2 separate regions of the Oryctolagus cuniculus genome follow, and region 1 is linked to region 2. Evidence: chromatin contacts called from public Micro-C data. All regions are on one chromosome and are shown on one strand. The core of a region is the stretch at or near the end of the contact, and the rest is flanking DNA. Distances in the headings are between cores, read along the strand shown. Region 1 holds the start of FKBP9 (FKBP prolyl isomerase 9). Region 2 has its middle 43 kb from the start of KBTBD2.

What was found. Hi-C and Micro-C count contacts between places; a contact is called where the count stands out from the background.
Region 1: a contact with region 2 is called in a Micro-C map of ear pinna, with 2.3 times the contacts expected there. The contact joins the promoter of FKBP9 here to the enhancer-like site in region 2. A contact is called at or near these places in 2 of 6 Hi-C or Micro-C datasets (ear pinna and an unstated tissue).

Annotation. Positions count from the first base shown.
Region 1 is chr16:23,696,906-23,701,530 of mOryCun1.1, reverse strand. FKBP9 (FKBP prolyl isomerase 9) reads right to left here and starts at 1,624. Exons shown (of 10, transcript XM_002713745.5): 1 at 1-1,624. The coding sequence starts at 83.
Region 2 is chr16:23,622,508-23,626,947 of mOryCun1.1, reverse strand. No RefSeq gene overlaps it. Among named protein-coding and RNA genes, the nearest start is that of KBTBD2, 43 kb to the left of the region's middle. Within about 2 kb of position 2,292, at least 2 of the 8 cell types and tissues checked have an H3K27ac peak or open chromatin away from gene starts, as enhancers often do. A contact at or near this core is called in ear pinna, where this site is marked.

The sequences.
Region 1 (4,625 bases), core at 375-2,874, 75 kb before region 2:
GGCCACGGGCGGGCGCAGCGTCCACGTCCCGAGTACGTGGCCGTGCCGCCTAGGACCCCGTAACACAGACACGAGGAATTCATCAGCGTACACGCAGTCTTGGCTCAGCATTGGCTGTTGGAGTTTATGAAAAATTTGGAGTCATAAAAGCAGATCCCCAACACTTTCCCAGCTCAGTTTGGAAACAAACATAATCCTGACGCCCAAACCTGGTAAAAACAGCAAGGAAAGGAAAAAAAAAAAAAAAAACAAAAGCCCAACCAATTTATAAGTATAAATGCAAAATTACTTGTACTAAATGAAACATGCACACATTGAACCCAAAACGTATTGAAGGACTAATACACCATTACCCGGACTGCCTTCTGCAAGTTACCCAATGAAGGTTCTGTGTAAGATGAAGATGAAACCAGTAGATGATTATGGATCTGCTTGTTGGGTTCCAGGAATCTAATGAGAAACCATGCATAGCACTCAAGAAATGGTCACTGTTCCTATTAGAGCTTATTCTGATTGTCTTAAGGCTGTCTTTTATGTATTGGAAAGGCAGAGAGACAGAGGGAGAGAGACCTTCCATTCCTCAGCTCTCTCCCCAAATGGCCCCAAAGCGGGAGGCCCTGCCAAGCTGAAGCCAGAAGCCTGGAGCTCTGTCAGGGTCCAAGCACGTGGGCCATCTTCTGGTGCCTCCCTAGCACATGAGCATGGACCTGGATTGGAAGTGGAGCAGCAGGGACTGGAGCCAGGGCTCCGATCCGGAGTGCAGGGTGGAGACACCACTTAACTTGCTGTGCCACGTCAAGGGCCCCTACAGCTTGTTCTAAAAATGGAAATCCTATTAACATAAATATAGGACAGAGAATAAAAAACTTTTAAAATCGTGCATCTATAGATTGAAAAGGAGTTAAAATTTTTCAACATCTATCTCTAGTTTTAAAAACAAGCAGTGATTCTAAGAGCCAGGGAATATCTGTATCTCTAGTCTTCTTTCCGTTTCCCCATCAATGGATTACACAAGGCTTCCTGGCAGTCACCCGGACACCTGCTCCCTCGCCTGCCATCTCTAACCCATCACCAAGTCCTCTCACTTTTACATCCTTAAGCCGCCGTCTATTCCCTCACTCTCCCCTGCTCCCATCCAGGCCTCCTGGTCTCTTGCTTGAATTATAGCAATAAACTCCGCCCTGACCCAGCTCAGAGACTCCTGTTTTAGCACACAAACCAAAACGGAACTGAATGCAGAAATCACATTATTAAATTATAGAGGAAAATGTGCAGGTAAATTTATCATCTTCAGGTGCTGTCTTTCAAAGTATGATTCCATGAGGAAGAAAAATATTAACAAATCTATGTCACTAAATCCCACTGATGGAAAAAAAAATAAATAAAACCATGGGGCCTGCATTGTGGCATAACTGATTAAGGTGCTGCCAGCAATGCTGCATTCCCACATGAGTGCCAGTTCGAGTCCTGTCTGCTCCACTTCCCATCCAGCTCCCTGCTAATGGACCTGGGAAGGCAGTGGAAGAAGGCCCAAGTCTTTGGGCCTCTGCACCCACATGGGAGACCCAGATGAAGTTTCTGGCTCCTGGCTTTGGCCTGACCCAGCCCTGACCATTATGGCCATTTGGGGAGTGAATCAGCAGATGGAAGATTCTCTCTCTCTCTCTCTCTCTCTAACTCTGCCTTCCAAAAAGATAAAGTAAATCTTAAAAAAAAAAGGGGGGGGGAATAGATTCACAAATGTTAAAAAGGGAAATGATATACTCTGTAAAACATTAATAAATATATGACAAATGTATAAGCATAAGATGAATATCCCATTTGTTTAGGTTTCATTTTCTATTTTTTAAAAAAAGATCTGTTAATTTGTTTAAAAGGCAGCATGACAGAGAGAGGAGAGACAGAATCTTCTGTTTGCTGGTTCATTCCCAAATGGCTGCAACGCCATCCTGGTCTCCCACATGGGTGGCAGGGGCCCAAGGACTTGGACCATCTTCTGCTGCTTTCCCAGGCACATTAACAGGGAGCAGAGAGGGGCAGCCTGGACTCCAATTGGCACTCTGATACACAATGGCACCACTGCAGGCAGAGGCTTAATCTGCTGTGCCACAGTGCTGGCCCCTTGTTTAGGTTTTGAAACATGGCCTTGGGGCAGGTGTGTAGCCAGGGTTAACTTGCTGTTTGGGACCCCCTGCATCCCGTATCGGAGCTCCTGGTTTTAGTCCCGGCTAAACTCAGCTTCCTGCCAATGCACACCCTGTGAAGCAGCAGATGATGGCTCAAGTACCTGGACACATGCCACTCATGTGAGAGACCTGGATAGAGTTCCTGGCTTTGGCCTGAGCCAGCCCCAGCCCCAGCCACTGCAGCCATTTGGGGAAGGAACCAGTGGATGGAGGATGTCTCTCTCTTCACTCTGCCTGTCAAATAAATAATCTTTTAAAAAATAAAATTCTGGAGAATCTCTTGCCAACACTGTTGCAAAAATATTTAACAAATACTAGCAAAAACAAATTCAACAGCATATTCAGGATCATACACCATGACTAAATGAGATTTATACCTAGAACGCAAGGGTGTTTCAACAAATGCAATCAATAACTGTGATATACTGCATTAACACAATGAAGGAAAAAAATCCACATGATCATTTCAATAGATGCAGAAAAAGTATCTGAAAAAAAAACAACAACATTCTTTCATGATAAAAACAGTCAACAAGTCAGGAATAGAAAGAAACTACCTCAAAACAATAAAATAAAAAATCCACACCTAACATACTCAGTGGTGAAAGAAACTTTTCCTCTATGATTCCAAATAAGACAAAGATGCTTACCTTTGCCACCTCTATTCCAAGTATCCTGGAAGTTCTAGCCAGAACAATTAAGAAAAGGAAATAAAAATATCTAAGTTGAAAGAGTAGAAGTGAAGTTATCTTTTTGCAACTGTGACATTGTAGATACAAAACTACAGATTCCACACACACACACACAAAACTGGCAGGATGGATTAATGAATCTAACAAAGTTGTAGCATATACAATCCTCATAAAAAGTGCTGCATTTCTGTACTTTAACAATAAACAATATGAAAAAAGAAATTACAAAACCAATTCTATTTACTATAGCATGTAAAATAATACAATGCTTAGCAGTAATCTTAGCCAAGGAAGCAAAAGACTTTACAAAGAGAACTATAAAACATTGTGGAAAGAAGCTAAAGAAGACATAAATAAGTGGAAAAACATCTGTGTTTATGAATTACAAGACTTAACATTAGCCGGCGCCACGGCTCAATAGGCTCATCCTCTGCCTTGCAGTGCCGGCACACCGGGTTCTAGTCGCGGTCGGGGCGCCAGATTCTGTCCTGGTTGCCCCTCTTCCAGGCCAGCTCTCTGCTGTGGCCCGGGAAGGCAGTGGAGGATGGCCCAAGCCCTTGGGCCCTGCACCCGCACGGGAGACCAGGAGAAGTACCTGGCTCCTGCATTCGGATCAGCATGCTGCGCCGGCTGCAGCGCGCCAGCCGTGGTGGCCATTGGAGGGTGAACCAATGGCAAAAAGGAAGACCTTTCTCTCTGTCTCTCTCTCTCACTATCCACTCTGTCTGTCAAAAAAAAAAAAAAAAAAAAAAGACTTAACATTATCAAGACGTCAGTATTACCCAAAGTGATCTACAGAGTCAGTACACTTCCTGTTAAAATCCCGGTGATGTGGAGCAGGTGTCTGGTTTGCTAGTTAAGATCCCATATCAAGATGCCTGGCTTCAGTGCCCAGCCCCTGGCTCCAGCTTTCTGCTAATGTGATCCCTGAGAAGGGGTGGTGATAGCCCAAGGTAGTTGGCTTCCTGCCACCCATGTGAGAGATTTGGATTGAGTTCCTGCCTTCCAGTTTCATCAACCCAGCTGTTGTGGGTATTTGGGGAATGAACCAGTAGATGGGAATGTTCTCTCTCTTTCTTTCTGAAATAAATAACTTTTTTAAATCCCAATGGCAACTTTTGCAGAAATAGAAAATTCCAGGGCCAGCGCTGCGATGTAGTGGTAAAGCTGCCACCTGCAGTGCCGGCATCCCATGTGGGTGATGGTTCAAGACCCGGCTATTCCACTTCTGATCCAGCTCTCTGCTATGGCCTGGGAAAGCAGCATTTGATGGCCCAAGTCCTTGGGCCCCTGCACCCGCGTGGGAGACCAGGAGGAGGCTCCTGGCTCTTAGCTTTGGATCGGTGCAGCTCCAGCCATTGTGGCCAATTGGGGAGTAGACCAATGGATGGAAGACCTCTCTCTCTCTCTGCCTCTCCTTCTCTCTCTGTGTAACTTTGACTTTCAAATAAATAAATAAAAATATTCAAAAAAAAAAAAAAAAGTCCCTCTTTCCTCCTTCAAGTTGATTTTTTTTTTTTTTTTTTTTTTTTTTTTTTTTTTTTGACAGACAGAGTTAGACAGAGAGAGAGAAAGGTCTTCCTTTTTCCGTTGATTCACCCCCCAAGTGGCTGCTACGGCCAGCACGTTGCGGCCGGCGTTCTGCGCCGATCCGAAGCCAGGAGCCAGGCGCTTCCTCCTGGTCTCCCATGCGGGCACAGGGCCCAAGGACCTGGGCCATCCTCCACTGCCCTCCTGGGCCATAGCA
Region 2 (4,440 bases), core at 1,043-3,542:
TTCCATGTGTCAAGGAACCAGGGCCTTCCGGGCCCGGTGTTAACTTGCCTGGCACGCGAATGGATGGCCTTGCAAGTGGCTTCGCTAGCCTCAGTCAAGTCCAGACTGCAGCTTCCAGACAGCACCTCACACGCAGCCTACTCAGAGACCCTGAGCCTGAACACCACTGCTCGGCTCCTGACCCACAGAACCTGAGATCATAAATGGTATCGTTTTAAACTACTAAGATTCAGGCTCATTTATTATGTGGCCATAGACAGCTAAGCAGAGATGAAGAATCTAGGGGAAAGGTTGATGATAAGCAGGATCCTTCGTGATCTTACTCTCTCCCCATTGACTGGGGATCATAAACAAAGGAGAAAAAAATACCCAGGAACTCCACAGTGATGACAGCAAGCAGCATCCCGGAGCAGGAATCAGCATGGGGCAGACATGCACGTGAACCCTGAGACACACAATGTGAGCCATTCGGTGCTGCCTTGAGTCTAATCACAAGGAAACATCAGATAGCCCATTAGAGAAGAAGGAAGCCATTCTTCCGAAGATCTAGGTCATAAAAGATAAAGACGGTGAGAGTGCTCCCCAGGGGCTGGTACCTGACCTAAAACCACGTTCTGTGCTGGAGGGAACAGAAACGCTGTGAAGACATTACTGGGTCACTCCACAGAATTGGGACGTAAACGGTGGAGTAGACAAAACAGCTGAACCAATGCTGCACTTGCTGACTGTGCCTGGGGTAGAAGAGAGATCCTTCTTCTTAGGAACCGTTCCATCAAGCATGTACAGGTACAGGATCACGGCGTACATAACACATTCCCAAGTGATTTAGAGTACAAGTGTGTGGAGGGGGAGAGGAGGAGGCAGAGAACTAACGAACAAGGCAAGTGGGGGATAAACTATAAATGACAGTGAACCTGAGTGAAGGGTAATGGCTACTCTTTTTTCCTATTTTTTGAAAAGATTTATTTGAAAGGTAGAGCATGAGAGAGAGAGGGAGGGGGAAGGGGAGAGGGAGAGAGAGGGAGGGAGAGGTAAGGAGAGGGAGGAAGAGGGAGGGAGGGAGGGAGAGAGAATCTTTCATCCACTGGTCCTTTCTCCAAGCAGCGGCAACAGCCAGGGCTGGGCAAGGATGCAACCAGGAGCCAGGACCTCCATCAGGGTGTCCCACATGAGTGGCAGGAGCCCAGACACTCAGGCCGTCACCCAGTGCCTTTTCAGGTGCATTATCAGGAAGCTGGATTGGAAGCAGCGTAGCTGAGACTTGAACCAGCACTCGGATATGGGCTACGCGGCCTGCAGGCCGCAGCTTAACCACTGCACCACCACATCTGGCCCTGGCCATAGCACACGTTATTCACTCATCTGCCATCTCTTGATGGATACCAGTTGCTCTCACCTCTTGGCTGTTTTGAAAAATGCTGCTATGAACATGGTGTACACATATCTCTGCAAGATTCTGCTTTCAATTTCAACTGATTTTTTTTTTGCATTTGTTGAAGAAAGTTGCATTGTCATTTTATTTCCTGCTGAGATTTAGTTTTTTTTTTTTTTTTTTTTTTTTTTTTTTTTTTAAACAGGCAGAGTGGACAGTGAGAGAGACAGAGAGAAAGGTCTTCCTTTGCTGTTGGTTCACCCTCCAATGGCCGCCGCGGCCGGTGCGCTGCAGCAGGTGCACCGCGCTGATCCGAAGGCAGGAGCCAGGTGCTTCTCCTGGTCTCCCATGGGGTGCAGGGCCCAAGTACTTGGGTCATCCTCCACTGCATTCCCTGGCCACAGCAGAGAGCTGTCCTGGAATAGGGGCAACCGGGACAGAATCCGGTGCCCCGACCGGGACTAGAACCTGGTGTGCCGGCACCGCAAGGCGGAGGATTAGCCTATTGAGCCGCGGCGCTGGCCGAGATTTAGTTTTTTAATTGGCTATTAAGGGGACCATGATAACACTCTAATTGATAAGACATGAATACAGCTAAGCTTCCGTGCTACCCACATGGCCGTCCTCTGTTGCAGGGAGTCGAGACGAGAAACGCTGCTTTAGATTGTGGATGCTGGGCAAGCACAGGGAGAATGGATAGGGTTTGGTCAAGTTCACGGGAAAGGGCATAGGAGCCCGGATTCGCCTCTGGAACGAAGGCCTCCCCTTTGGAGACAGAGCTTTCTCTGTCCAGTGAGCCCGCTCTCGCTGCTGCCCAGCTCCTCCACACGCGCCAGAGCCAGAGCTCCCGGCCTCCTTGCTAGAGGCTTATGTAATTCTGCAGATCCCCGCCGCGGGGCTCTTCCTGCCTGGACAGTACTGTCTGGAGCTGCTCCATTTCCAGATGAGAGCTGTTTGTTCTGGATCAGACTTGATGTGGTCGGCTGAATTCTCTGGGGCACGGCGAGTTTTGCTTACCCTTGGCCTACTTTCTGTGCTTCTCCATTTCCTTTCACAGCTCACCAAGTGCTTGGTGAGACAGACGTGCTGGAAAGGAGGGTTTTCTCCTTAGCTGTCTCTGCTGTTCAGTCATCCCAGTGTGTCGGCGGGCGACCGGGGGCTTTGAAAGCCGTAACCACAGCGCGGCAGTGCAAAGGAATGCGATGTTTATGTCACGATAGTCATCCAGTGCCTGCCGTGTGCCAGGCTCCCTCTCCTCACAGCTCTCTCTCTCTCTCTCTTTTTTTTTTTTTTTTTTTTAGGATTTATTTATTTGAAAGTCGGAGTTATACCCAGAGAGGCGGGGGAGGGGGTCTTCCATCCGCTGGTTCACTCCCCAGTCAGCCGCAACGGCAGGAGCTGCGCCGATCCGAAGCCAGGAGCCAGGAGCTTCTTCCAGGTCTCCCACACGGGTGCAGGGGCCCAAGGACTTGGGCCAGCTTCCACTGCCTTCCCAGGGTACAGCAGAGAGCTGGATCGGAAGTGGGGCAGCCAGGACGTGAACCAGCACCCACAGGGGATGCTGGCACTGCAGGCGGTGGCTTCACCTGCTACGCCACAGTGCTGGTGCCATATGGCTCATTTCAAAACCAGGAAGTTACCCCAGAGCTGTAGTGAATGCCATGGAGAAATTCGAGGGTGCTTCATAAAGTTCCTGGACAGGTGAGTGTTTGCTAGGGCAGCTAGGATGCCTCTGGGACACCTACATCCCAGGCTGGAGTGTGTGGTTTGAGTCTGGCTCCTCTCCCGATTCCAGCTTCCTGACAATGCTCATCCTGGGAGGCAGCAGGTGGTGGCCCAAGTAACTGAGTCCCTGCTGCCCAGGAGGGAGGTGTGGACTGAGTCCTAATCTTCTGGTTTTTCCAGTTAAAAATGGAGCAAAAAAATTCTGACATTCATGCTTAGAAGTGGTAGTCTTCAAAAGGTTCATAAAGAATGCCTATTGTGGAAAAACTACAACTAGATGCCTGGATGTTTTTGTAGCAAAACAGACTTAGCCTTTCATTCTGTTTTTCTGAGAACTCTTGGCAGTGCCCTCGGCCTCAGAGCCCAGCAGCGTAGGACAGCACAGGCCTTGCTGAAAAGGCCCAGAGGCCCCTGGCTTGGACCCCATCCTCTCCCCAACCCCAATGGCAACCACTGGAAAGCAGAAGAAAACCACCCTAATGCATCAGCTCACTCGTCCACGTTCTCACAGCGACGTGAGAGAGACCCACACAGACGACCCAGGAAGGAGACAGAGACACCAGCAGGGCTGTTCCCGGGGCACCGGGCTGCTTTCTGCAGTCTCCTGTCTCCCGACACTTGGTCCCATGTCGCTTGTTCCCAATTTCTCACGAGCAGGAACGATGGCATGGCAGAGAACTCGAGGCGCACAGCTTCTTGTGTTCTCCTGGTGGGTTATTTCCTTAATAGCAAGTGGAGTTTAGGCTTTGGAGCGAGACACTCTCCCTCAAGGCCATGTCCGCAGGGCCATGCGAACATCGCTGCCCTACTCACCGTTCTCCTAGGATGGGAGGGGAAAGACCCAGGGTGCGAGGAGGACCCACTTCCTGTGGGATAGGGCTTGGAGCAAAGTGCTTCTCATCTACCAAAGACCCTGGAAACGCAGGTGCATCGCCTTTATTTGATCCAGGACAGAGGCACAGAGAGGTCTTCCCCGTAACTTGCCCAAGCACACAACAACGCAGGACTGTTCTGCCTTCACCTTTTGGGGTTTTCGATGTCCAGAGAGCCTCCTCCAGGGAGCCAGGGAAGTGGAGGCAGTGACTGGTCCTCCAGCCTGAGGGTGGAGGCTGAGGCTGGGCGTGGCTTCCTCTCTTTCCCCTGCCCTGGCCTTGCACCCCGCCGCCTCCCCTCTGCTTACCAGGCTCCGCAGCTCAGCTCCTCCCGCCACAGCAGGCCCGGCGGGCGGCAGCGCCTGGCTTCGGCCTCCCTGCGGCCCCTCTGTTGTCGCTCCGGCCCCCGCCTTCCCGCCTCTGCCCTGCACAGGCCACCATTCGCAGACGCACACAGCGGCCTCCCCATGC